Regions from separate parts of the Mus musculus genome. Here all the other regions are linked to region 3. A link is a contact called in public Hi-C, promoter capture Hi-C and targeted proximity ligation data. All regions are on one chromosome and are shown on one strand. The core of a region is the stretch at or near the end of the contact, and the rest is flanking DNA. Distances in the headings are between cores, read along the strand shown. Region 1 holds the start of Bbs1 (Bardet-Biedl syndrome 1 (human)). Region 2 holds the start of Actn3 (actinin alpha 3). Region 3 holds the start of Kdm2a (lysine (K)-specific demethylase 2A). Region 4 holds the start of Unc93b1 (unc-93 homolog B1, TLR signaling regulator). Region 5 holds the start of Aldh3b3 (aldehyde dehydrogenase 3 family, member B3). Region 6 holds the start of Ndufs8 (NADH:ubiquinone oxidoreductase core subunit S8). Region 7 holds the start of Ccs (copper chaperone for superoxide dismutase).

The links. Hi-C and Micro-C count contacts between places; a contact is called where the count stands out from the background. Capture Hi-C pulls out chosen DNA fragments and counts their contacts.
Region 1: a Hi-C map of forebrain shows a contact between it and region 3, with 5 times the contacts expected there. A contact is called at or near these places in 3 of 39 promoter capture datasets (the C10 cell line, embryonic stem cells and hippocampal neurons), 2 of 484 Hi-C or Micro-C datasets (embryonic stem cells and forebrain) and 2 of 130 datasets of targeted methods (bone marrow-derived macrophages and embryonic limb bud).
Region 2: a targeted proximity ligation map of cardiomyocytes shows a contact between it and region 3, with 4 times the contacts expected there. A contact is called at or near these places in 1 of 484 Hi-C or Micro-C datasets (embryonic stem cells) and 9 of 130 datasets of targeted methods (astrocytes, bone marrow-derived macrophages, cardiomyocytes and 6 more).
Region 4: a contact with region 3 is called in a targeted proximity ligation map of pancreatic cancer cells. A contact is called at or near these places in 1 of 39 promoter capture datasets (pre-B cells) and 1 of 130 datasets of targeted methods (pancreatic cancer cells).
Region 5: a promoter capture Hi-C map of liver shows a contact between it and region 3. A contact is called at or near these places in 1 of 39 promoter capture datasets (pre-B cells) and 1 of 9 other capture datasets (liver).
Region 6: a contact with region 3 is called in a targeted proximity ligation map of pancreatic cancer cells. A contact is called at or near these places in 1 of 39 promoter capture datasets (pre-B cells), 2 of 130 datasets of targeted methods (memory CD8 T cells and pancreatic cancer cells) and 3 of 9 other capture datasets (adipose tissue, liver and pancreatic islet).
Region 7: a contact with region 3 is called in a targeted proximity ligation map of pancreatic cancer cells. A contact is called at or near these places in 4 of 39 promoter capture datasets (the 3T3-L1 cell line, 3T3-L1-derived adipocytes, cranial neural crest and 1 more) and 3 of 130 datasets of targeted methods (bone marrow-derived macrophages, microglia and pancreatic cancer cells).

Annotation. Positions count from the first base shown.
Region 1 is chr19:4,905,214-4,908,299 of GRCm38.p6, forward strand. Bbs1 (Bardet-Biedl syndrome 1 (human)) reads right to left here and starts at 1,414. Exons shown (of 17, transcript NM_001033128.3): 1 at 1,343-1,414; 2 at 929-1,005; 3 at 772-806. The coding sequence starts at 1,389. Dpp3 (dipeptidylpeptidase 3) reads right to left here. Exons shown (of 18, transcript NM_133803.2): 18 at 2,016-2,584. The coding sequence ends at 2,409.
Region 2 is chr19:4,876,399-4,879,363 of GRCm38.p6, forward strand. Actn3 (actinin alpha 3) reads right to left here and starts at 1,511. Exons shown (of 21, transcript NM_013456.2): 1 at 1,313-1,511. The coding sequence starts at 1,456. It overlaps Zdhhc24 (zinc finger, DHHC domain containing 24), which reads left to right and starts at 2,270. Exons shown (of 3, transcript NM_027476.3): 1 at 2,270-2,631. The coding sequence starts at 2,351.
Region 3 is chr19:4,395,402-4,398,596 of GRCm38.p6, forward strand. It overlaps Kdm2a (lysine (K)-specific demethylase 2A), which reads right to left and starts at 1,676. Exons shown (of 21, transcript NM_001001984.2): 1 at 910-1,676. It overlaps 9430078G10Rik (transcription initiation factor TFIID subunit 4), which reads left to right and starts at 483. Exons shown (of 3, transcript XM_030251152.1): 1 at 483-492; 2 at 929-2,049; 3 at 2,710-3,195. The coding sequence starts at 483.
Region 4 is chr19:3,933,558-3,936,675 of GRCm38.p6, forward strand. Unc93b1 (unc-93 homolog B1, TLR signaling regulator) reads left to right here and starts at 1,629. Exons shown (of 11, transcript NM_019449.2): 1 at 1,629-1,795; 2 at 2,205-2,346; 3 at 2,712-2,865. The coding sequence starts at 1,637.
Region 5 is chr19:3,956,926-3,960,282 of GRCm38.p6, forward strand. It overlaps Aldh3b3 (aldehyde dehydrogenase 3 family, member B3), which reads left to right and starts at 1,883. Exons shown (of 10, transcript NM_028545.2): 1 at 1,883-1,988. The coding sequence starts at 1,951.
Region 6 is chr19:3,911,407-3,914,656 of GRCm38.p6, forward strand. It overlaps Ndufs8 (NADH:ubiquinone oxidoreductase core subunit S8), which reads right to left and starts at 1,368. Exons shown (of 7, transcript NM_001271443.1): 1 at 1,304-1,368; 2 at 283-340; 3 at 160-210. The coding sequence starts at 340. Aldh3b1 (aldehyde dehydrogenase 3 family, member B1) reads right to left here. Exons shown (of 10, transcript NM_026316.3): 10 at 2,085-2,678. The coding sequence ends at 2,488.
Region 7 is chr19:4,837,908-4,841,266 of GRCm38.p6, forward strand. Ccs (copper chaperone for superoxide dismutase) reads right to left here and starts at 1,415. Exons shown (of 8, transcript NM_016892.3): 1 at 1,290-1,415; 2 at 924-996. The coding sequence starts at 1,328. It overlaps Ccdc87 (coiled-coil domain containing 87), which reads left to right and starts at 1,459. Exons shown (of 1, transcript NM_207268.3): 1 at 1,459-3,359. The coding sequence starts at 1,575.

The DNA.
Region 1 (3,086 bases), core at 164-2,663, 510 kb after region 3:
TTGTTTTTGATGCAGTTTCACTAAGCAGACCTGGCTGGCCTTGGACTTCACAGGTCACCCTCAAACTCATGGATCGCCCTGTTTCTATTGCCCAAGTGCTGTGATTAGAGGCAGGCACTACCACTCCTGGCCCTCAAATTATTTTTTAGAAAATCATATGTCAGCAGGGCAGTGGTGAGGCATGCCTTTAATCCCAGCACTTGGGAAGCAGAGGTAGGCAGATTTCTGAGTTTGAGGCCAGCCTGGTCTACAGAGTGAGTTCCAGGATAGCCAGGGCTACACAGAGAAACCCTGTCTTGAAAAACAAACAAACAAAGACAAAAAAAAGAGAGAGAGAGAGAGAAAATCGTATGTCTTGGTACTATAAATCCACAACATCTTGCTGTTTAACCTCTGCAGATCATGTTATAAAATTAATGTTCACTTTCCAAATTACTAAGAAATTCTGGGGTTAGAGAGATGGCTCAGCAGTGAAGATCACTGGCTGTCCTTCCAGAGGATCCTGGTTCAAACTCCAGCACCTACACGGCAGCTCTCAACTGTCTGTAAATCCTGTTGCAAGGGATCTGAAACCTTACACAAGCACACACACAAGCAAAGCACCAACGCACACAAAATAAAAATACATCGTTAAAAGAAAGAAGTTGCAACGAAGTGTGCCTTTTTAGTACTGATGAGTTCCAGAGTATGTTGAGCCTCTTTGCAAATCTCACTTCTGAGTGTCACACACACACACACACACACACACCACTCAACTTTCTGATTGCCTACCTTGTACTCCCCATCGCCATGCAAATCTGCCAGTGCTAGAAAACACAAAAGGGTCGAAAAGGAGTCTCAGAATCTCAAAGATTTCTCCATGAAACCGTTCCCTGTTCCTCCCATCCTCCTAGAATCTGGGTGTCCCTAGATATGTCTAGAGACTCACACAGGCAGGAGGAGAAGGTGTGGATGTTGGCCATGGGGTCGTAGTGTGCGTCCAGCCATTTAGAATTGGCTTCGTTGCTGAGAGGGAAAAAAGATAGTTGGAAAGTGAGCCCCATGACGAAATAAATAAATAAATAAATAAATAAATAAATAAATAAAATCTCTAAGCGAGATGACGCCTGAAACAGAGCACGAACATCGAAAGGATAATACCAAGTCTAGATCTGAGCTCAATTGGCGCCCGGAGTGACCAGCCAATCACATACAGATACTTCTTGGCCATCAGCTTTCTTCTGATTTCTAAAGGGCCCTCCCAGAACTTCCACCGCTGCTCGAAAGCAAGAGCCCAGAACCCGCTACCAAGCACCATCTATTCATCTGAGGGAAAGGAAGCGGTGAGGATCCGGGACTTAACCTCTCAGCTCGCCCGCTGTCAGAATCCGATGAAGACGCCGCAGCCATTTTCCCAGGCGTCGCCTTGGCAACCAGCTCAGCCATCGCGCAACACCCAATAGAATCCGGGCATCCGAAAGCACAGGAACAAAGGTTCCGGGGTAAAATTGTCCCGGCTGGGACCAAATAAGCACTGGTTTCCTTGTCCTATGCAATGTTGACTTATGGTTTCTGCATTAAAGACAGGGGCCTGGGCTTTGAGGCCTGGGGAGGAGCGCTTTTTAGGGATTAAGACTAGACTGAGAAACAAATTAATGGGTGAGGATCTCATGTTAGTGTGTTACGGTTCTTTGGCTCCGGAAACATTTGAAAGTACAAGAGTGCTTGCTGCTCTTGCAGAGGACCCTGGACTGCTCAGCACCCACATGGCAGCTCACAATTCTGTAACCGTAGTTCCAGGGCATCTGATGGGGTCTTCTGGTCTCTGCTACCACCACCACACCCATGAAGAAAATGCACACGAACACACAAATCTTAAGAAATATGTCACAAAGAAGAGCTCCGGAACACGTTGTGAGTTTGTGCATTCCTTTGGAAATGATATTCAAAATCTTATTGTGGATTGGAAGCCTAAAGTGATGTAGTGTGCCCTCCCCTGGCTTTGAACTGGAAGAGAAAGAAACATACACTGCAGAGATGGTGGTCGTCATATTTATTTTTCTGGCTATAAAAGTAATACACGAAGAGCGCTGGATTTGGTGAGAATGCTTTGAGCCCTGGCTCTGTCACATGCCACCTGCCGGGTCTAGAACAGTCACTTCTCAGAATTGCCACCTTCCCATGTGGAAAACCGGACTAGGCACCCTGTTGAGCTCCGGCCATAGATGGCAGTGCAGATCCAGAAACTGAGGACATACGGTAAACTGCAAAGTGCTGACAAATGGAAGGGGTTCGCATCACCACCCTCAGCTGAGGTAGCACCAAAGTCCAAGCTCCTGCCCCTCCCTCCCCTGACTCCTAATCACACACAACTCAGAGCTACTGACAGCCCTGGTTTGACAAAGAGGGGAGAGACCACACAGATCTTCTCAAGCCTGGCCAGGTGGGGCCTCCTGGGCCTGGTTCCTCCAGAATCGGGCATCTGCTGCAGCCAGCTGGATAAGAACCTCCTCCAACTCGGGCCCATCCTCGGGAAACCGCTCACAGAAGGAGCGGATGAGACCAGCGGCTGAGGCCTCATACTCCACAAGTTGTACTTCTGAGCCTGGGGGATGGAGAGAAAACAGCAGCACAGAAAGATGTAGTTAGGGGCGGCGAGTTCTGAGCGAGCTCCGGCACAAACTGTCAATGTTCAGGATAGTTATCTAATTACCTACATCAGAATAACCCTGCCAGGAAGGCAGAATTACATGGGGGGAGACTTAGACTTAAATGAATTGCCACTTGACCTCATCCTTCCCTCAAGTCAAGATTTAAATCATGTCTGGCATGGTAGCACACACCATAATCCCAGCACTCAAGGAACTGGGGGAAAAGGATTATTAATTTTAAGGCTAGCCTAGGAAATCCTGGTCTCAACAAAGCCAACATAACCCCAACAATCACTAATAAAAATGACTGATAAAAGCACTCTGTCAGGGCTGGAGTGATAGCTCAGGGGGTTAGAGTACGAGTGGCTCTTGTTGAGGACTCTGGCTGCTCTTAGCCTGGCCTCCCGCACCCACACTGTGGCTCACAATCATCTGTAATTCCAGCCCCAGGGGATC
Region 2 (2,965 bases), core at 261-2,760, 480 kb after region 3:
ACAGACTGTGATCTGGGAGGGGGAGGGAGAGGGGGAGGGCTGTTGAGGAGCAAAGGGCAGCTGGAGCCAGGGGCAGGGATGACATCACCCGGGGATTGCAGGAACTCAGGGACCACAGCCATGCTTGGAGACAGGTGCAGGGGGAGGGGGAGGGGGCTGGGGGGGAGGGTGGATCATCCCAGGCCTCATTCCATTCAGCTCAGGCTTCTCACCCCCCCCCCCCCCCCCCGCAGTCAGCTCCTGTCATCTAACACAGCGGAAACGATCTGCTTGTAAATTCTGGGGTTCTCAGGTCTGCAATGCCCTCTACTTTCCTAAAAGCACGCACAATTGGCAAAAGGCAGGTTCCATGGCTTCATGGTGCTCACCCTAAGCCTGGCCTTCAGAACCCCAAAAATTCCTCAGTTCGGATGGAATCATTTTCTCTTCAGGGAACCCAGGTGTCCTGCTCCCTCCTCTTGGTAGCCAGGGGTGAAATGATCCAGGGAAGGAGGGGGCAGTGCCCTGCAAGGCTGAGCCTGGGCAATGGCTGCCCTCATGGCCCTCTTGAGCTCCCACAAAGGCGCTGCCTCAGCACAAGTGTCCATGTGGGAGCCTGGGTTAGGTTACTGGTAAGGGGAGCCGGGGCTCCCCTCCTCCTGACCTTCTGGCCTTTTCAGCAGACTCAGGGCTTCTAGACAGGGAGGGGAATCTTGGGAAAGAGTGGGGTGAGGCAAGGAACAAAGACCCTCAGATGGGGGCATTCTTTTCTTCCTCAGTACACAACAGGCTGCCTGCCTATCTGTGCCCTTTTCTGGGCCTCAATTTCCTCCATTGTCAAGCCAGTAGAGGGATCCACCCATAGCAGAAGACAGAGTAGAGGATGGGAAAGAATATGAGACAGCTGTTCTCTCCTACACCCCAAATCCACTGGTTGTGTGTCTGGCATGTTCTCCTCAGGATGGGGTCTAGGGATACTTAACTGGAGACTAAAGGAACATAACTTTCTGAGAACCCCTCACCTCCCATCCAAGAATGAGTTGGGTCTCTTGGACCTTGTCCAAAATCCACTTTCACCAACACAAGAGGGGCAGTGGGCTTAAAGTTATTGGGGAGTCACTGAGGGACTCCACGGTGTCCTTGATATCCTAAATCCCTATGAGAACTCTTCTGATCTTTGAGGACAGCATATAGCTGGTGGGCAGAGCCTGGTTTGGGGAGCTGCACTCTAGATTACAGCCAGGCTCTGACCTTGAACTGCCCAGATGCCCGAGAAGAACTGCCTGGCCTCCCAGCCTCAGTTTTTGCCTTTGGGAAATGGGTGAGCACTCACTTTCCGCTGCTGTTTCTCCCAGGCCGGGTCCAACAGCAAGTCGCGGTCCCAGTCCTCCTCCTGTTCCATGTACTCGCCGCCCCCACCGCCAGAGAAGGGCCCCTCCCCGGCCCCCAGACCCTCGGGCTGCATAACCATCATCATCTTGCTCAGGCTCTTGGCTCCGCTCTGCTTCACTGGGCGAGCTCCTGCACACTCAGGCCGGGTTAAGTAGGGCCCGGTCCAGCCCCCAGATCGGGTTCGTACTAAATATGGGGTACGTGGGTGGGGCCAGATAGGGGGCGAGGGAGGTTGGGAACTGGACCAGAGAAGAGATTGTGCTGGAGTCAAAGATTGCGGAATCGCGGGGGATGCTGGGATGACTACTGGCCTAGATAGTGGGTTCGCATTTTAGCTCTGTGGTTAACTTGCTGTGTGATCTTGGGACAGCCATGGACTTTGTTTCCTCATCTATTAAGTGGATTCCAAGTGGTGGCTGTAGGCATCCTAAAGGCTGCCCCTTGGACCTGAGTCTGTCCCTCCTAAGCATTGCGCTCGAGAAACAGACCCCTATTTCTATTTCACAGTCTGTAACAGCAAGTCAACAAGTTGTTTGGGGAGTTTTCTAGGGTGATGGAGACACCCGAGCATGGGGAAAGGCTCAGGGCCAGATGATAGGGCCAGCCAGGTCTATTAATACCGGGGCGGCTGTAGAGGAGTGTAGGGAGAATGTGCTGAGCCGGGAAACCCCGACGCCCCGGGGGCTGCAACTCAATCCTCATGGAGTGGCAGCAAGCCACACCAGGGGCGGCTACTGCAGTACGCTGGGCGGACTGCTTCTTTTTGACACCTGGGCAGCATCACCAATCAGATTTTCGAACATCTGGTCAGTTAGCCAATCACTTCTCCGTATCTGTGGCCCCTCCCTATAAGTCTGGCGCGCGCAACGCACCCCCTGCGGAGCTCCTATTGGTTGCAGGAGACGTCAGTTCGCTGCTAGGCCCTCCCCAATGCGGAAGCAGTGGGATCCCAGCGATCGGAAAGCCGGTGGGTCCGACCATGGGGGAGTCCTGGGCAGCTCGGGGCGCAGAAGGAGCGCCCGCGCGGATGCCACTGGTACTCACCGCGCTGTGGGCCGCCGTCGTGGTCCTGGAGCTGGCCTACGTGATGGTGCTGGGGCCTGGGCCACCCCCGCTGGGACCACTGGCCCGGGCCTTGCAACTGGCGCTAGCTGCTTATCAGCTGCTCAATCTGCTGGGCAACGTGGTGCTCTTCCTCCGCTCGGATCCCAGCATTCGGGGGGTGATGCTGGCTGGCCGCGGCCTGGGACAGGGCTGGGCGTGAGTGTTGGGCTCCGGGAGTCGGCGGGCAGAAGCAGGGGGTCTGGTGGTCGCTGGTACCAAGAAAGGACCCAGAACTTGAGGTGTCAGTAACCAGATGACGTTAGCATCCGGGTTGTTAGAGCCATAGAACTCCTTTAGAGCCTGGCACCCGCTACTTATTCATTCAGATATTGAGCAGCCACTGTTCCTAGGACTCAAGTGAAAACAGATGCCCGACCTCCTGGAGTTGATTTCAGTGGCGGAAGGTGCAGATAATAAAGATAATAATAAGCCAATAAAAAAAAAGCAAATTGCGTAAACTAGATGCTCAAGAATGATACAGAAACAAAAA
Region 3 (3,195 bases), core at 426-2,925:
TTGAGACAGGATCTCTCTACATAGCCCTGGTGGTCTTGGAACTACAACATAGACCAACCAGGCTTGCCTCCAACTTACAAGAGACCCGACTGCCTCTGCTTGCCCAGTGCTGGCAAAGGTGTGCAGCACCAAACCCAGGAAGGACTTTTATTTCTAAAGTGCTGAATGGCCAGGTGAAGGTGAAGTACACACAAAACTAAGCCAGACCCTAAACCAGTGAGTTCTCAAACAGGTAATAACAAATTATAAGCAAAACGGGGAGGTTACTTTCATTAAAAAAAAAAAAAAAGAGGGCAAGAAAAATTTGGTTTTACAGAAAGACTTCAAACCAATGTCCCATATCCTTCTAGTAAGGAACTGCCTTCCCCAAACTACCATCCACCTCAAGGTGGACAACTACAGAACAAATTTGAGAGTTGCAAACGGAGGCAAAAATACCATCTAATCTAGATGAGTAAATAATAAATGAAACGTCTCGATATATGGATACGGGTGAAACATCCATTAAATAAAGGCCGGTTGGCACGTCAATCAATCCACAACACCAAGCAAGGGTTTTCGTTTTTCTAAATATCTTTCTCCAGAATAATGGCTTCTAATTGGATATACAAATGTTTTTTTTCTCTCTTGTAAATATAATACGGCCACGTTAACAAAATCCTTTCAGAGGACCCGATGACATAGTTTGCGAGAGCAGTTCGTGGCACTGCCCTCCTCGGCCTCGGTCGCGAGGGACACAGTCTGCACCCCAGGGCCGGACAGCAAAGCGGTAAACCTCGACTGCTCCCCTAGGGAAAAGGCGTTCTGTGGCTCACCCCTTGCAAAGAAATAAAAACTTTACATTAAGTCTTTAGATAAGACCGGGAACCAAACTTCCCAGGGCGGGGGAGGGGGGAGGGGAAATCTCACCGAGGATTTTGTTCTTGAGTTCTTGTCCAAGAGAGAAGTAAAATTCCAAACACAGACAAAATAAAATCCCAAACGTCGTCTTCGGTATTTCTGTGTATTAACCCAGTATCCAGAGAAGGGTCAGAGCGACCCGGAAAAGAGGAAACAGTTACTGAATCAAACCTCCTCTTCTGGCTTTTACAGACTCCGCGTCCGAGGCGTCAGGGAAGCAAGACCACTCGGCTACTCCCCCAAGCTGGCGGTCAGCAGCCCCAGCCCGAGACCCGGGTCAACCGGGCCGCGGGAAACACCCTCCTCTCGGTACCCTCAGCCGGCCACAGCCGCTACCGAAGCCCAGGAACCGCGGCCGATCAGCTGAGACCCGCCCGGCCGACGCTCCCCGCGCCGCCCGGCCCCCCGGAACGCGGGCCCCGGCCCCGGGGGGCGGAGAGGGCGGGAGCAGCGAAGCGCCCTGACCGGGGGCCTTCGGCTGCCTTTGCGTCGTCCCCTGAGCCGGGGCTCCGCGCTGCGGGACGATCCCCCGTACACCCCCAGCTACTCCCCAGTAGCAGAGGAGGGACTCCGGGGGATGGGCCCCCTGACGTTGCCCTTCCACGCGAAGAGCCCACTGCCCGGGAGGGAAACAACCGCGACGGGCCCGGGAACTGGAAAGGTGCTCTGCGGCCCGCCGCCGCCGCCGCCGCCGCTGCCGGGGAGGGGTGTTGTTTCCCTCACACAGGAGGATCCGCTGAAGCAGCCGCCGCCATTTTGAACCCGTCAGATTCTCACATACACACAGCTCCTCCGGCCTCACTGCGCAGGCGCCCTCTCTTCACCACCACCCCCTCCCTCCCGTCGCCTCTCCACCCCCACCTCTTTCGAGCCTCCCTGCGCGTCTTACCGCTCTCCGGGACACACGTGAACGCGCACGCGTCACTCCCCCCACCCCACCCCGCCCCCTCTACCACGGACACACCGCCGGAGCGCGCACGCGCCGATTGCGTCGGCCTCGAATCGCCCGCGCCCCGCGACGCCGACGCGGTTCCCCGCCCTCCCCCCCTCGCGTCAGCCCGCACGCCCTCTGGCCGGCCTACCGCCCCCGCTCCCTGCCCGCCTCCTCTCAGGTCGCCGGCTCGACCGGGTGCCTGCGCCTGCGCGCCAGTCGCGAGCCTCCTCCGCGCGCGCTCTCTCTCTCCCCCACACCCGCACACAGACACACACGCACACACAGACGCGCGCGCGCGCGCACACACACACACACACACACACTCGCAACTTCGCCGGTGACCCCGCCCACCGCCGGCCAGCTGCGCCAGCCGCCCTCCCTCCCCCACTACTCTAGGGAGGGTTGTGACCCCCGACCCCCACAAAACACAGCACCCCGCCCCAAGCAGTAGGAAGCATCTCCCCTTCCCCTTCGAGCCACCTCTGCTGGGTGGTCAGACGGGTCACACAAACGTGGGCCAGACGGCCTGGGTCAGGGCAGCCGTTGGCCGCTTCAACGCGGGGTCCCCCGGGGTCATGCCATGGGAGCGGGCCAGAGCCGGGTGCTGTGCTCGGGTCTTGTCAGACCCAGGGAGTGCACGGAAAGAAGCGCCCTCCCGCCGGGCGCCCTCCCTCACGCGCCGGCCGGCCGAGGCCCACCTGCTCGCCATCCCGGAGTAGGCCCCTGCGCCCCCCGCTGCAGGGCCTGGCCGCCCTTAGCACGGGGGGAGCTCCTGTCCGTGCAGCGAACCGGTTTCGCCTCACCCACTCCTCGCCGCTCCGAAGGGGCAGGAACCGGTAGCAGTAGCATGTCTGTCCCGAGCTCTGTTCCCTCAGGGCAGCTCCAGACGCTTGACAAGGGAGTCCACAGGTGCTGTGCGCGACAGTGGGATCCACGACGGCTCAGGGGTGGCAGCAGCTAGCACACCCCACTGCGGGCCGCAGGCTCCCAGGGAGGTGGCCCAGGGAGCCCCTGCTGTTGGCCACGCTCAGGTTTCCGTAGCGCCGGTGCCCTCGGCGGCCCGGGTGGGACGTGACCCCGCCCCCGGCGAGTCGGGGCACCCCCCACGGAGAGGGGCGCGGGCCGCCCCTAACCCCAGGGCCGCGGCTTGCGAGGGAGGCCCAGCCGAGAAAATGTCTCCGGTTTGTGTGCGCAGCTTCGCGCGAGGGTCAGCGATGGGGCAGCGGCGGCCCAAGCTGCTCGGCCCTGCCGACGAACCGGCTCCCGCGGCTCGACAGCCGCCCGACGGGCAAGCGGGCTCCGGACGTCGACGGAGCCCAGCCAGAGGTAACAGCAATGCCATGCGAGCAGCCCAACTGCGC
Region 4 (3,118 bases), core at 379-2,878, 460 kb before region 3:
ACACAATACACTATACACATATACCATACATACCACAAATGTTACATGTAAAATAAACATACATATACATACATATACACAATACACATATCACACATACATACACACATCACACACACATACATTACACACAAATACATACCACATACACTACATATCAAGCGCGCACACACACACATAGACACATCACACACAGAGACATATACACACTCATAGACACATCAGACACACACCACACACACAGTCACATCACACACACACACACACACACAGGCACACCACACACATAGGTACATCACACACACACATAGGTACATCACACACACACAGACACATCTCACACACACTCACACACACCCACACATACCCACACATACCCACACACACATACCACCTTGCCCTTTCCACTCAGTGCCCACTGAGCCCACTCCCTGTGGTACACCCCTCCCTATTCCAGCTGCTCTCTTCTCATTACGCCTCACCTGACCCCTCTATCCTATAGGATTGCATCCTCTCGGGGTCTCAAAGTCTACTGCCATTCCCAACAATATGATCACTCAGCCACAGGCTCACCACGGCTACCACATGAGACTGTAAACACTGGTGTCCACTCTGCAGCCACACAGCTTCAGAGCTTCCTAGTGTCCACTGTGTCCCTCCTGTCCTGTGTCTTCCATGCCCCAGATGATGGCACCACCCTCTCTCTGTTCTTTCACTTTTATTTTTGAGACAGTATCTCATGTATTCACTTCAAATTTCAAACTTGAGATGTAGCAAGATGACTCTTTGAATACCAGGTCTCTTTTCTCCACTTCTTGTATGCTGGACTTACAGGTGTGCACAGCCATGACCACCCCAGGATCACCCCAGGACTCTGCTCATGACAGGAAGCACCTGACCAACTGCACTACATTCCGCCTTTGCTCCCTTCATAGAGCCAACAAAAGCCCACCTTCTGCTTCACCACACATACAAAAGTCACACACAAACCAAAAACATATACAGACATGCCACACAGACAAACCATACCACATACACACACTAACCACACATTACAGACTGCATACATACACGTACACCACACACATACTACATACACCATACATACACACTGTACACACACATAAAACAAGCACACAACACACATACACACACAAACCACACTACACACATTGCACACACATACACATACACCACACACATCACATTCACATACTATATACACCGTACAGCCGGGAGTGGTGGCGCACGCCTTTAATCCCAGCACTCGGGAGGCAGAGGCAGACGGATTTCTGAGTTCGAGGCCAGCCTGGTCTACAAAGTGAGCTCCAGGACAGCCAGGGCTATACAGAGAAACCCTGTCTCAAAAAAACAAACAAACAAAAAATTATATACACCACACACAAATAAACCACAGCACATAAAAACCACACACACACACACACACACACCACACTACAGACTGCACACACATACACCACACACACATAAACAAAAATCACACACGCATGCACACACATGCACCACATATATACCACACACACATACCGCGCGCACACACACACACCATGGACAGTATTAGGAGGAGGCGGCCCACACTAGACGGGGTGGGGCCTACTAGACAGGGCGGTCTTTGATGAAGGAAGTCCCAACCAGCTGCTGGTGCCCAGAACTGCAAGCCCTTGATCTGGATCTGGTCATGGAGGTGGAGCCTCCGCTCTACCCTGTGGCCGGGGCCGCGGGTCCTCAAGGGGATGAAGACCGGCACGGAGTTCCTGATGGGCCAGAGGCTCCCGTGAGCAGGGCAGGGAAACACAATGGGACACCGGACCGACTGCCCCGCGGGGCACCCGGGGGGGGGGGGGGAAGGTCCCTGGGATGGGAGGCCCCCTGTACCCTAGGATGAGGGGCGGGGCTCCAGACTGGGGACCAGGGTCTCAGAGTAGGAACACACTCTGGAATAGGGGATGGGGCTCTGAGTGGAAAGCTGGAACCCGGAGTGGGGAGCAGGGATTTAGAGAAGAGACCAGGACTCCGGGTCAGGGGGACAGAGATCCAGAATTGTGGACTGACACCCCGAGTGGGGTGCGGGGGCCCTGGGATGGGGACTAGGACCCTGGATGGGAAACCTGAGTTCCTGGAAGCCGGGATAGGGTCTGGAGTCCGACCGGGGAGCCAACATGTGATTAGTGATTGGCCCGCAGTTGGACGAACTCGTGGGTGCGTACCCCAACTACAATGAGGAGGAGGAAGAGCGCCGCTACTACCGCCGCAAGCGCCTCGGAGTGGTCAAGAACGTGCTGGCGGCCAGCACGGGTGTCACCCTTACTTACGGCGTCTACCTGGGTAGGGAGGACACACTAACCCTGCTAGCCCTCTGCTTCCCCTCCCCCTCCACTCCCGAGCTTGGAAAGAGAAACCTTGCGGCTAGCTGGCCTCCTTCCCCTTTCACTTCCCGGGTCACATCTGCTGTTGCTGTGGCGTGCACTTGGGACTGGGAGGCGGGGTGTGCCACAAGCCAGTGTGCCCCCAACCCAGCCAGAGACTCGGTGCGGGAGGCTGGGAACGGGAGTCTTGTTCTTATCCTGGTCCTGATGAATACAGGAAAGGGTCGCTTAGGTGACTCGGCGCCCTGCCAGCCTTGCCGTGAGCTTGTTTAGTTGTTCTGAGCCAGACTGATTAGAGCTCTCTACGATGCTCCCTGTCCCCAGGCCTCCTGCAGATGCAACTGATCCTGCACTATGATGAGACCTACAGAGAGGTGAAGTATGGCAACATGGGGCTGCCGGACATCGATAGCAAGATGCTGATGGGTATCAACGTGACGCCTATCGCTGCCCTGCTCTACACACCTGTGCTCATCAGGTGCCAAACTTCTGTTTCCGCGCCCCCCCCCGACTTTGTGGGGTACAGAGACTGTTGGATCATAAGGCCACCTGCTGCCCTCCTATTTTGGACTGAGGCGAACTGCAGAGAGGCCTTGCTTGTTTGGAAGAGTGAGAAGGAAAAGGGGAAATCCCAGCTATAGAGGAGGAACCAAGAGATCCCCCATCCCCCCTCCCCCCATCTGCACATTTGGTTTCATGGGGACTCTGGCATCCTACCAGACAAACTGTGA
Region 5 (3,357 bases), core at 633-3,132, 440 kb before region 3:
GAGAGGATGCTCTTGAACTACATCCCAAGGGAACTGGGTGCCACCTAATCTCAGTTGTTCACAATGCTGCTGCTGCTTCTTCTTCTTCTTCTTCTTCTTCTTCTTCTTCTTCTTCTTCTTCTTCTTCTTCTTCTTCTTCTTCTTCTTCTTCTCCTCCTCCTCCTCCTCCTCCTCCTCCTCCTCCTCCTCCTCCTCCTCCTCTCTCCTCTCTTTGTCTTTCTCTCTTCCTTCTTTTTTCTTTTCTTTCTTTTTTTAAATTTTGAGATGAGATTTTACTCTGTAGCTCTGGCTAAAATAGGACTCTTTGTGTAGACCAGGCCGGTCTCAAACTCATGGCAATCCTCCTGCCTGAACTTCCCAAGAACTGGAACTACAGGTGTGAGCTACCACACTCAGCTTGGTTATGGATTTGTGTCTTCAGTGTTATGAGAGAACACAGCTCTGCTGTTTCAGCCACTTTGGGATATTTGTCTCCGCAGCCTGGCATAGGACAGAGCAGGGTACAGGAAGCTCCCTAATGGTTTGATTTCACACTCTGCCCATTGCTCTCAGGGTCATGACTGTGTGGGGTCCTCTCTGGTTTAAGTTTTCTTTAAAATGTAACTAGTGAGTTAGGTTTCACACAGCCTGTAGCCCACACACAGTGTAGCTTTGCAACTGAGGGTGGGAAGTCATCTTTGGGACCCACCTGATGCTCTCAGGCAAGGCCACCCTGTATAAGCCATCCTGTGTCCCTGTCCCCGTTCCTACTGTGCTCCCTTCCTGGGCCCATGGACACTGAGCTCTGACACTAGCAAAGATTCGTGGGCCAGAGCTTTGTACTGTGCTGTGGCTCCTAATGGCTGAGCTCCAACCACAAGGAGAGGTTATGCCAGACACCCACTGGCAAAGACACCCTCTCTTCAACCCTGAACTGGGTGTGTGTTTGATGTCTGGGTCAGGGAGGGGTGGGGCATAGGGTCTGGTCACCAGTGAGAGACAGTGGCAGGGCTGATCTCAGTCTCCTGCTTCACAGACCCTAGGAGGTACTTGGTGAAGTACAGAAACACTAGGAGCCTCCAGTGCTGCGGCCCCAGACACACTGGCTTGTGCCGGAAGCTGTGAGCTGTCTTCTCACTCCCAGGAGAGTCAGAGACAATCATGGTTACACTCAGGGAGGTTAAATAACTCAACGTGGCTCCACATAGAAATAGGAAATAAAGATATAAGTGACGGGCTGGTGAGATGGCTCAGTGGGTAAGAGCACCCGACTGCTCTTCCGAAGGTCCAGAGTTCAAATCCCAGCAACCACATGGTGGCTCACAACCATCTGTAATGAGATCTGACTCCCTCTTCTGGTGTGTCTGAAGACAGCTACAGTGTACTTACATATAATAAATAAACAAATCTTTAAAAAAAAAAGATATAAGTGACATCCACCTTCGTAAGTGCCCCCCACCGGCCCCTCTCCCCCAACTGTATGCCTACCAGGTCTCCTCTAAAACTGTCAGGGCCCCTTCTTCTGCCCTGTGTGTGCCATTTGATCATAGGAAGTTGGAAATGTAGTTTTCTTGGTTAGCCAGACAGGGCCAGCCTGGTTGTGCATGTGTGTGAGGGCAGATGGTGACTTAGCCCGTGGGGGCTTTCTGGAGGAGATAGGATTGCTGGTGGAGCTCTGGTGAGATTTGCACCAAGACATTTTTCCTTCCAGCTTGCTTCCCAGCTGCCCTCCATGCCTTGGAAGCCTGCCCATCCTGTCAATCCAGTTCCCTTCAGTGGAGTCAGGGAAGAGTTGGCAGAGGAAGGGCGTGAGGTTTCAAAGCAGCTGCCCTGCGAGGACAGAATCACCATGCCATTAGGTGTGGGTGTAGGAGTGTGGTCCAAGGACACTTAGAGTGATTGGCAGAGGCAGAGGCAGAGGCAGAGCAGGAGCCAGCGGGATAGGAGAGGAGCTGTACATCTGGAGCCAGAATGTCCACCAAAGGCAAACACCCACGAGCAGATCAGGGGTAGGTACACCTGCTGAGAGGAGCCTTAGAACCAGAGAGCAGGGCCAATGGCTGACAGAAATCGGATGGGGAGGTCATAGGTCAGGGGAAGGGCCAAGAGCCCAGGGGTTGAGACCACTAAGGAGCCTAGAACTTCAGAGTGATAGGTGGACCAGGAGGCTCATGGCAGAGGTGGGGCCAGGGGGAGTGGGTGGTGGTCTTGATCTTCCTTGTTCTTCTGAGCTTCACAACCCTGTGAGAAGATAGGTTCCTGGAAGCACCCAGCTTGCTGGGGGTGGGGCAAGCCCTGTCTGTCCTGGTGGAGTTCCAGATGACATGAGGCAGCTTTGTGGGTCTATGGGGACCTGGTTGAACTGTGACCAGGTTGTTAAAAAGAAAGGGACTTCTTTGGAGACCAGCCCAGAGCTGAGTTTCTGGTTTCAAGTTTAAAAAGCCACAGTCCAGAGTAGGGCAGAGTAGCACAAACCTGTAATCCTAGCATTGTAGAAACTGAGGCAGGAGGATCCTGGACTCAAGAATTCAGTTATGTATTAAATTCTGTATCAAAAAAGCAAACAAAGACAGGCGTGGTGGCGCACGACTTTAATCCCAGCACTCGGGAGGCAGAGGCAGGCAGATTTCTGAGTTCGAGGCCAGCCTGGTCTACAAAGTGAGTTCCAGGACAGCCAGGGCTATACAGAGAAACCCTGTCTCGAAAAACCAACCAACCAAACAAACAAACAACCAAACAAACAAAAATGAGGCTGGGGGTGCATCTTAGCACAGACTGCTAGCCTAGTGTGCAAGAAGCAGCTGCTGTGGGTTGCCCTGGTGCTGTTAGTATGTGGTGTTAGCTCTGCTTCCTCAAGAGGGGTTGCAGTAGATCACTCAGGTGATGTCACAGGGCCTTTTCCCCGTGCTGACTGGTCAAAAAAAGGCTACAGCCAATGACTGGGCAGTGGAAGGGAAAGGTGGGTCTGGAGGTCTCAGAGGGAGAGGAGAAAGCAGGAGGGAGGGAGAGGGAGAGAGAGAGGGAGAGAGAGGAGGTGAAAGGAAGATGGAGCAGATCCACCGGGCCTGGCAAAGCTGCAAATAGCTGGGGAATAGATGAGTATAGTGATAGATCAGCCCAATCTAGGCATATAGCTTATAAATATAATAACTGGGTTCTGTGGTTTCTTATATGGGCTTATTGGGGTAAAAAATTACCGTAGCACCTAGCACTGCATAAATGGATCATGCTGACACAAGTTAGCCATTCCAGAACTTGGGAGGAAATGGAGGCAGGAAGATTGGGTTCAAGGTTATCCCTGGATGCATATCAAGTTGGAGGCCAGCCCAAGCTATTCATATAAGATTATATGTCAAGGGGAGAGAGAGAGGAAAGAGA
Region 6 (3,250 bases), core at 118-2,617, 480 kb before region 3:
TGATGGTACTACAGTGACTGAGTCACAGTCTCTCTTGATCGCTACCTTCATTTTCAGAGTGGAAACTAGAGCTCACAGAGGGTCCCTAGCAAAGCAATTTCCCGGGCCTTGGGTGTGACGACGGTCAGAAAAGCTCAAGTCAGAATATTGGCTACTCACTGTACGTTGCCGCCACTGCGCTGCTATGAAGGCTTTGTCCATTAAGATGTCCTGCAAGGAGAGAGGTGATTTCACACCAGGAAGCTCTGCTCCCCCACCCCCAGGAAAGGCCTCTAGCCCTACCTGTGCGCATGGCCTGGGCCAAGGCCCGTGGCAGCATTGATGAGCTCAGGCGATACATCTGGAACATGGAGAAGGGAAGAGAAGGGTCTAAAACTGCCCTCCTCTGAACCTCTACCTTACGCCCCATTCACTCACAATCCCACTCAAGACCAGCACCCCTAACCCTCAATCTGACCTCACTCTGCTGACTCACAGTTCCTGGGCACCCCAAGTTCCTTCTATTTCTGCAGTTCCTAAGCAACCTATTTAATCCATTTCCCCATGTCCACTCCTCATCCTCCGCTCACACCAAGGCTCCCTGACCACCACCAGTGTATTCAGGAGCCTGGATGGTTCTTCTGGTGGGTCCTCCTAGTGGGTCCTGATAACTCTGAGCCAGGCTTCATGTCAAATGTCATAGACCCTGTCATCCTGTCATGTTAAGTGATTGCTCCCAAATTACCCAATGTCATTGGAACCAGGACAGGAATCCAGGAGATACCTGCAGAAAACCCTTAAAGATTTAAATAATTACCAGGGTCAAGTTCCTCTCCTCAACCCAAGGGGCTCCTGGAACTCTCCCCAACCTGCAGAGTGACCTTGGGCAAATGATGTCCCCTGGCCTCAGTTTCTGGATTACAATGTAGGAAGAGGGGTCCCGAAAATTAGGGATGTATGCAAACAAGGGGATTTTGACCAAGAGTCTGGCAGATCACCAACGCTCTAGCGCCCTCTTGTGACCTTTGACCTGTAGGGGTCGGCCAATTCTTGACCCCAAGCAATCCTGGATCCAACCTACCACTTTCTCTCAGACCTTCCCCTTGACCTCTGACCCTATGAACGCAGAAGGCAGCCGGCGAGGCAGCGCATGCGCCTGAGGGTGCAGGCTTTCCGGTCCGCAGCTCGGGAAGGACGCACAAGCCGCGGGTCCCGAGCCGAAGCGCTAGATCCCAGACTTCATAAGGTCAGCGGTGACACCCCGTTCAACCCTGTCGTTGCGTCACCCAGACCCTGTCTTCGCCGCCTTGCCCTGGCCACCCACCTTGAAGTGCTGCGGCTCCTTCCCTGGCCCAGATGCGGTTCAACCGGAAGGCGGAGCCTAAGCTCAGGATGCTGCCATTGGGCGAGCTTCTCACGCCTTTTTCCATAGTGCCCTTTCCTTCTTTGGTCTGATTGGCCTAGGGTCCTGTAGGAGGCGGGCCCAGGACTATATTTTTCTCTAATTGGCTGATGGGAGCAGATGCTTGAAGTTTTGTAGGGAGCTGCCATGTTGTATCAGAGAGGTTAATGCGCCTGACTTCCGAGATCCTGAAGGCGGGACTTCCTGACCTCGGTTTGGGACGCTGCTACAGTCCGGGGAGGCGGGAGGGGTAGGGCTCATTTGAATACTGCAAAGATGGCGACAGCGTACAAGCGCTTTAACCACTGGTCCTTGTAACGGCCGCGGGTAGCAGGACTTTTGTCAAGTCTGCCCCTAGGACTAGAGAACCATGAGGCAATCTGCATGCCTTGTATGGAGTGATCAGAAATGCTTCCTTCAGGAAGTAGTGTCTAAGCTGGCGGTGTAGAATCTGGAAGGCCAGGAAGGACATGTTGACTTAGTCAAAAACCAGGCCATGTGTAGAGACAGGATGTCAAAAATTTTGAGTTTTAGCAGGTGAGTGGCTGGAAGCGCCATCCCTTGGAGCATGGAGCTCAGACTGGTGGAATGTTTTACGGCTGAGTAAACTTGTGAGGTGAGGGGTGAGTTGTAGCTGGGGAAAGGTCTTGGACTTATCACGGAGGCAGCACCTCCACTCCAAAAAAGACAAGACACCTGTAGCTTGGAGTCAGCCCTCCTAGTTTAATACTTCCACGACGATAGGCTGTTTTGTTAAGGCTGTTTTATTTCCATTGTGCAGATAGAAAACTGAGAGTGAGAAGACCCAGACAGGCCTGGTCACAGAGTATGACCTGTGCCGATTATCACTGCTCCCTTGCAACACTATCCACGAGAGGGTGGGTAGTTCAGAAGTGCTCTGTTTTCTCGAAGATTCTATGGTCACTGCATCCCTTCCTGCCTTCCTACCCTCAGCCTATCTTATTCAAAGGTCCAAAAAGGGGAGCCCCAGGAGGCAGAGGGCTCCACCAAGAAGGGCTGAGCAGACTGCTCTGTGGCCTTGGCCCTGGCAGGCCACTTCTCTGAAGCTGTGCCCCAGGCAGGCTCCTGTACCCCAAAACCCCTGCTTACAGCAGGGTGCAGCTGCAGCACCTCTCCTCCATGGCCACCAACAACACCCTGAGGTTGCGACTGGAGTAGGGTGGGTAGCGCAAGTCATTGATTTTCTCCATTCCCGGGCTGCGCAGCAGACAGGCACGCTGGTTGGAGAAGGTGTCAAAGGAGAACTTGCCGTGGTACCTGCCCATCCCGCTGGTTCCTGTGGGCAGCACAGAACATGGGTCTTTAGGTCTTTAAGGGCCAACTGAGGGGACATCACATAGACTTGGCTTTGACAGGTAGGCTATCTTAGCCTGTTTCTCTGTGTGTTCAGTGGACTAATCACAAGGCGTTATGGATGAGTACTGAACTTGCCCCAGCCACTTTACCAGGTGCCCTTAGGGACAGGCAAACTGAGGTCATGGGTATGAATTCTGGAGCTAGGCTTCCCAACGTTGAATCCCAGCCCCATACTGAACACTCTAGGCAAGTGACTGCCTCAGGCTCTCTGTGAGAGTGGCATCTTTTTTCTAGGTTTGTGGCAGACATCTTCAAATCTGTGTAGCTCTTACTGTCTAGGAAGGAACAAGGACTCAACCCAGAATGTCCAGGGGACATGGCCTGGGTGGAGTTGGTAGTAATGAAGCTGGCTTGTTAAAGTGAGGGACGCCAGAGGATCATGGAGTCAGCCAGATAGTGTGTAAGTGGGGAAGGTGGGGGGAACATGTAAGGGTTCAAGTTCAGTAGCCATCACAAGAGACTAAGGGGGAACAAGAGCAGGACTTCTAGGCC
Region 7 (3,359 bases), core at 165-2,664, 440 kb after region 3:
AGGAAAGCCAGGGCTATGTGGAGAAAGACCTTATCTCAAAATAAAACAAAACAATCAGTCCCCTCAATCGTCCTCCTAAAACCCCACCTTTGCCTGTAAGCTTTTCTCCTCTTTCCTCTTACAATCCCCTGAAATTGAGTGGGCTCTCACTACAGGCTCAAGACTTGTATCAACTAATTCACTCCTCATGACAACACTGAGCTATGAACACTGTTCAAACACTGAAGAAACAGAAACACAGAAAATAAGCACGAAGCTGTACATCTGTGGAACTATACGCACTGGGGTTCCCCACCCCACCCCTGCCAGTGTCCTGGCTTCAGACTCTCATCTCCTTCTTTCCCTTTGCCACCATGGCTTCCCAAGGAAGTGTTCTAGGAGCGCTCCTTTGCCAAAGCTTATACGATCTTTACCTAAGCATAGGGGTAAACATTTTCCCTCAGAAACCCCCAGTGTCTAATCTATACTGGCTGAAAGGTTGAATGAACATTTAACAGAATCCAAAACAGCCAGTTTCTAGCGTCAGGAAAATGACTCTGCCTTTCATATCTTTCCTCTTCTGCCAGGTCACCCACCTGCAGACCTCCTGGCTTAAAGTCCCTGAATTGGGCCAGGGATGTTGTCTGCTTTCTCAGAACTGTTCTATTTCCCAAGCCAGACCTCAAATGCCCGCCCCCCTCCCCCTCTAGAATGCCCTTGGTAGGAAGTGCTCTATACTCTGGCTAGTTCCATGCTGTTCAGCAGCTGGACAGGCAGTTTGTACTAGAAGAAAGCTCTGGCTAGGCAAAGCTTGAGGCCTATACTCTAGGCTCTGCATCTCCCGGACTCTGAGAAACTTCCTTTCATTCTTTCTGCATCTATGCAACCGGAATACGGCTAAACACAAACCCCTGGCTGATCCCAGAAAGATTGTCTACTCTTACCTGCCACCCCTTTCAGGGTCTTGTGCACAGCATCCACACAGCTCTGACAACTCATCTGCACTGCAAACTCCAACTGTAAGGGAAGCAAGGCCAGGGCACATGTCAGACATGATCCTTACTCGCCACCTCATCCCCTATGTCTCTTTGCACACATTGCACTTGACTTCTCTTCAAATTCCTCCTTTATTATCTCATGAACATTCCAGGATCGCGGTCTTTACCACCAACCCCCCTCCCGTGAGGGGCATCTCCGTCCTAACCCCGGAATTTCACCTCCCCAGGAGCCTGTTCTTTCCTGGCTTCCCAAGATATTGATCACCCCAAGGGCTGAAGTTATGCGAGGCTCCACATGAAGCTTTCACTCACCGCACACACAGTCCCACCGTCCCCCGACTTCGAAGCCATCCTAGCTGTTGTCACTGCCTAGGCCGCACCGAACCGGTAGGGTCCAGAGACCAACACAACTCTACTTTGTGGGATGGGCGGAGTCTCGGAGGCCGCCCTTAGCTCCACCTCCTTGGCGCGTGCGCTCCCTAGGCTGAGGCCTCTGAGCTGTCCGGTAGTGCTACCGGCTGCGCAGGCGCATTGATGCAGTTTCCTTAGTAACCATTTGGCGTCCTCTACCCGCTCAGCCGGAACCACCTGGTAAAGATGGAACCACACAGTCAGGAACCTGACCTCAAGCCGATTTACCACCGGTTGCTGAGTCCGCTGTCGCTCTTCCCCAGCAAGGCGAAGCCTCCTCCAGAGCCTCCGAAGCGCCCCTCTCAAGATGCCACGCCCTTGCAATCCATCCCGCTGGCGAAGCTGAAAGTTGGGCCGCTGTGCCGCCAAGTGTCCAAGCGGCTAGCAAGCAGCGGGCGGGCGGCACGAGTAACTGCCAAGGACCGACTTCGTCTCACTGAGGTTATTCTAGAAGAGCTGAAGTGCAACTGGCGGGAACCTCCTATAGAACCCATTCTGGACTACGAAAACAACCAGAAGCTGCGGCAGCGGCTCGAGTCCTACGTGCTGATCAGTAGTGAGCAGCTCTTCGTACGCTACCTGCACCTGCTGGTGACCCTGCCGACCTCTAGAAGGGTCTTCACTGAATCAGCCACCCTCAGCCGGTTGGCAGTAAACCTTGCCAGGGATTGCACAGTTTTCCTCACCAGTCCTGATGTCTATCGCTGTCTGCTGGCTGATTTTCAGACCCTGCTAAATTTAAAGCACGCCCAGGGAGGCATAGTCAAATTGCGTCCTCCTCCCTGTCCCCCTGGGACTTTCAAGCTCTGTCCAATCCCCTGGCCTCACAGCACTGGCTTAGACCACATGCCGTGCTCTAGCCTCAACCTGAACTACCTTGTCCAACTCAGCCGCCCATATGATTTCCCCAGTGAGCCCGAACCTGATCCAGTGGAAGAGTTGAAATCCATCCCCCAGCTGAAGAGTAGACAGCAGCTCCTCTGGGTGCCCTCCATGATAAAGGATAAAGAAATTGAATCGAGACCCTCACCGATGGTACCACTGCCTAGTCATTCTCCCAGCAGTGAGAGTCACCAATTCCCCACCTCACCAGTCCATTCCTGGCTCCAAAGGGGCCAGTCCATGCCTTGTCTTCATGAGGGGTGGAGTCTGGCAGATGAGTTGTGCCTTCTTCCTCCCTCTCCTCATCCCCTCACCCCGCTGATCTTGGCTTCAGAGAGTAAACCACTGCCATTCCGGGACATAGTGGCTGAGGATCTGAAGCAGAAAATGAAGATCATGAGAATGGAGTGGAGTCGATACTCCCTGCTGGACTCTGGCCTGCCTCCCCTCCTCGGGGTCCTTACCCGGCGCCTAACTGCCCAGCACCACCTAGAGAAACTGCAGCAAATGATCAAAAGCCTGCAGGAGGAAGAAGCCTCCGGAAAGTGGGATCTCCAACCCCCGAGAATCATCCCACTACACCCACAGCCAGTCACTGTTGCTTTGAAGGTACATGATCAAGTTATAGTCCAGGTAGCTACTGTGCAACTCTCTGAAAGATACTTTAACGACTCTTTCCACGTTGAGGGGGCTGGAGTCCTATACAACCATCTGACTGGGGAACTGGATGGTAAAGCCATTGAAGAAATGGATGCGGATCGTCTTGTTGGGAACACCACCGGAGAGGTCTACAAGGAGTTGATGAGCCGAGTCTCTGTTAGTCACTTATCTTTTGAGGAAGGAGACCAAATTGAGCCTTCAGCAGATAAAGATTGGTCCTCCTACTTGGCCTCATCTTTTCTACACCAAGATAAACATATGCCAATCATCAACCGTAATCTGGTTGGATTTTACTCCAGAAGAACAAGCACTCCGAAGCCAGTCCCTGAGAAGGTGCCCTCTCTCACATTACTCCCAAGGCACAAAAGCTGGGACAAGCGACCAAACAGACACGGTGTATGGATGAATTGGCTGAAACCCTCGGTGTCT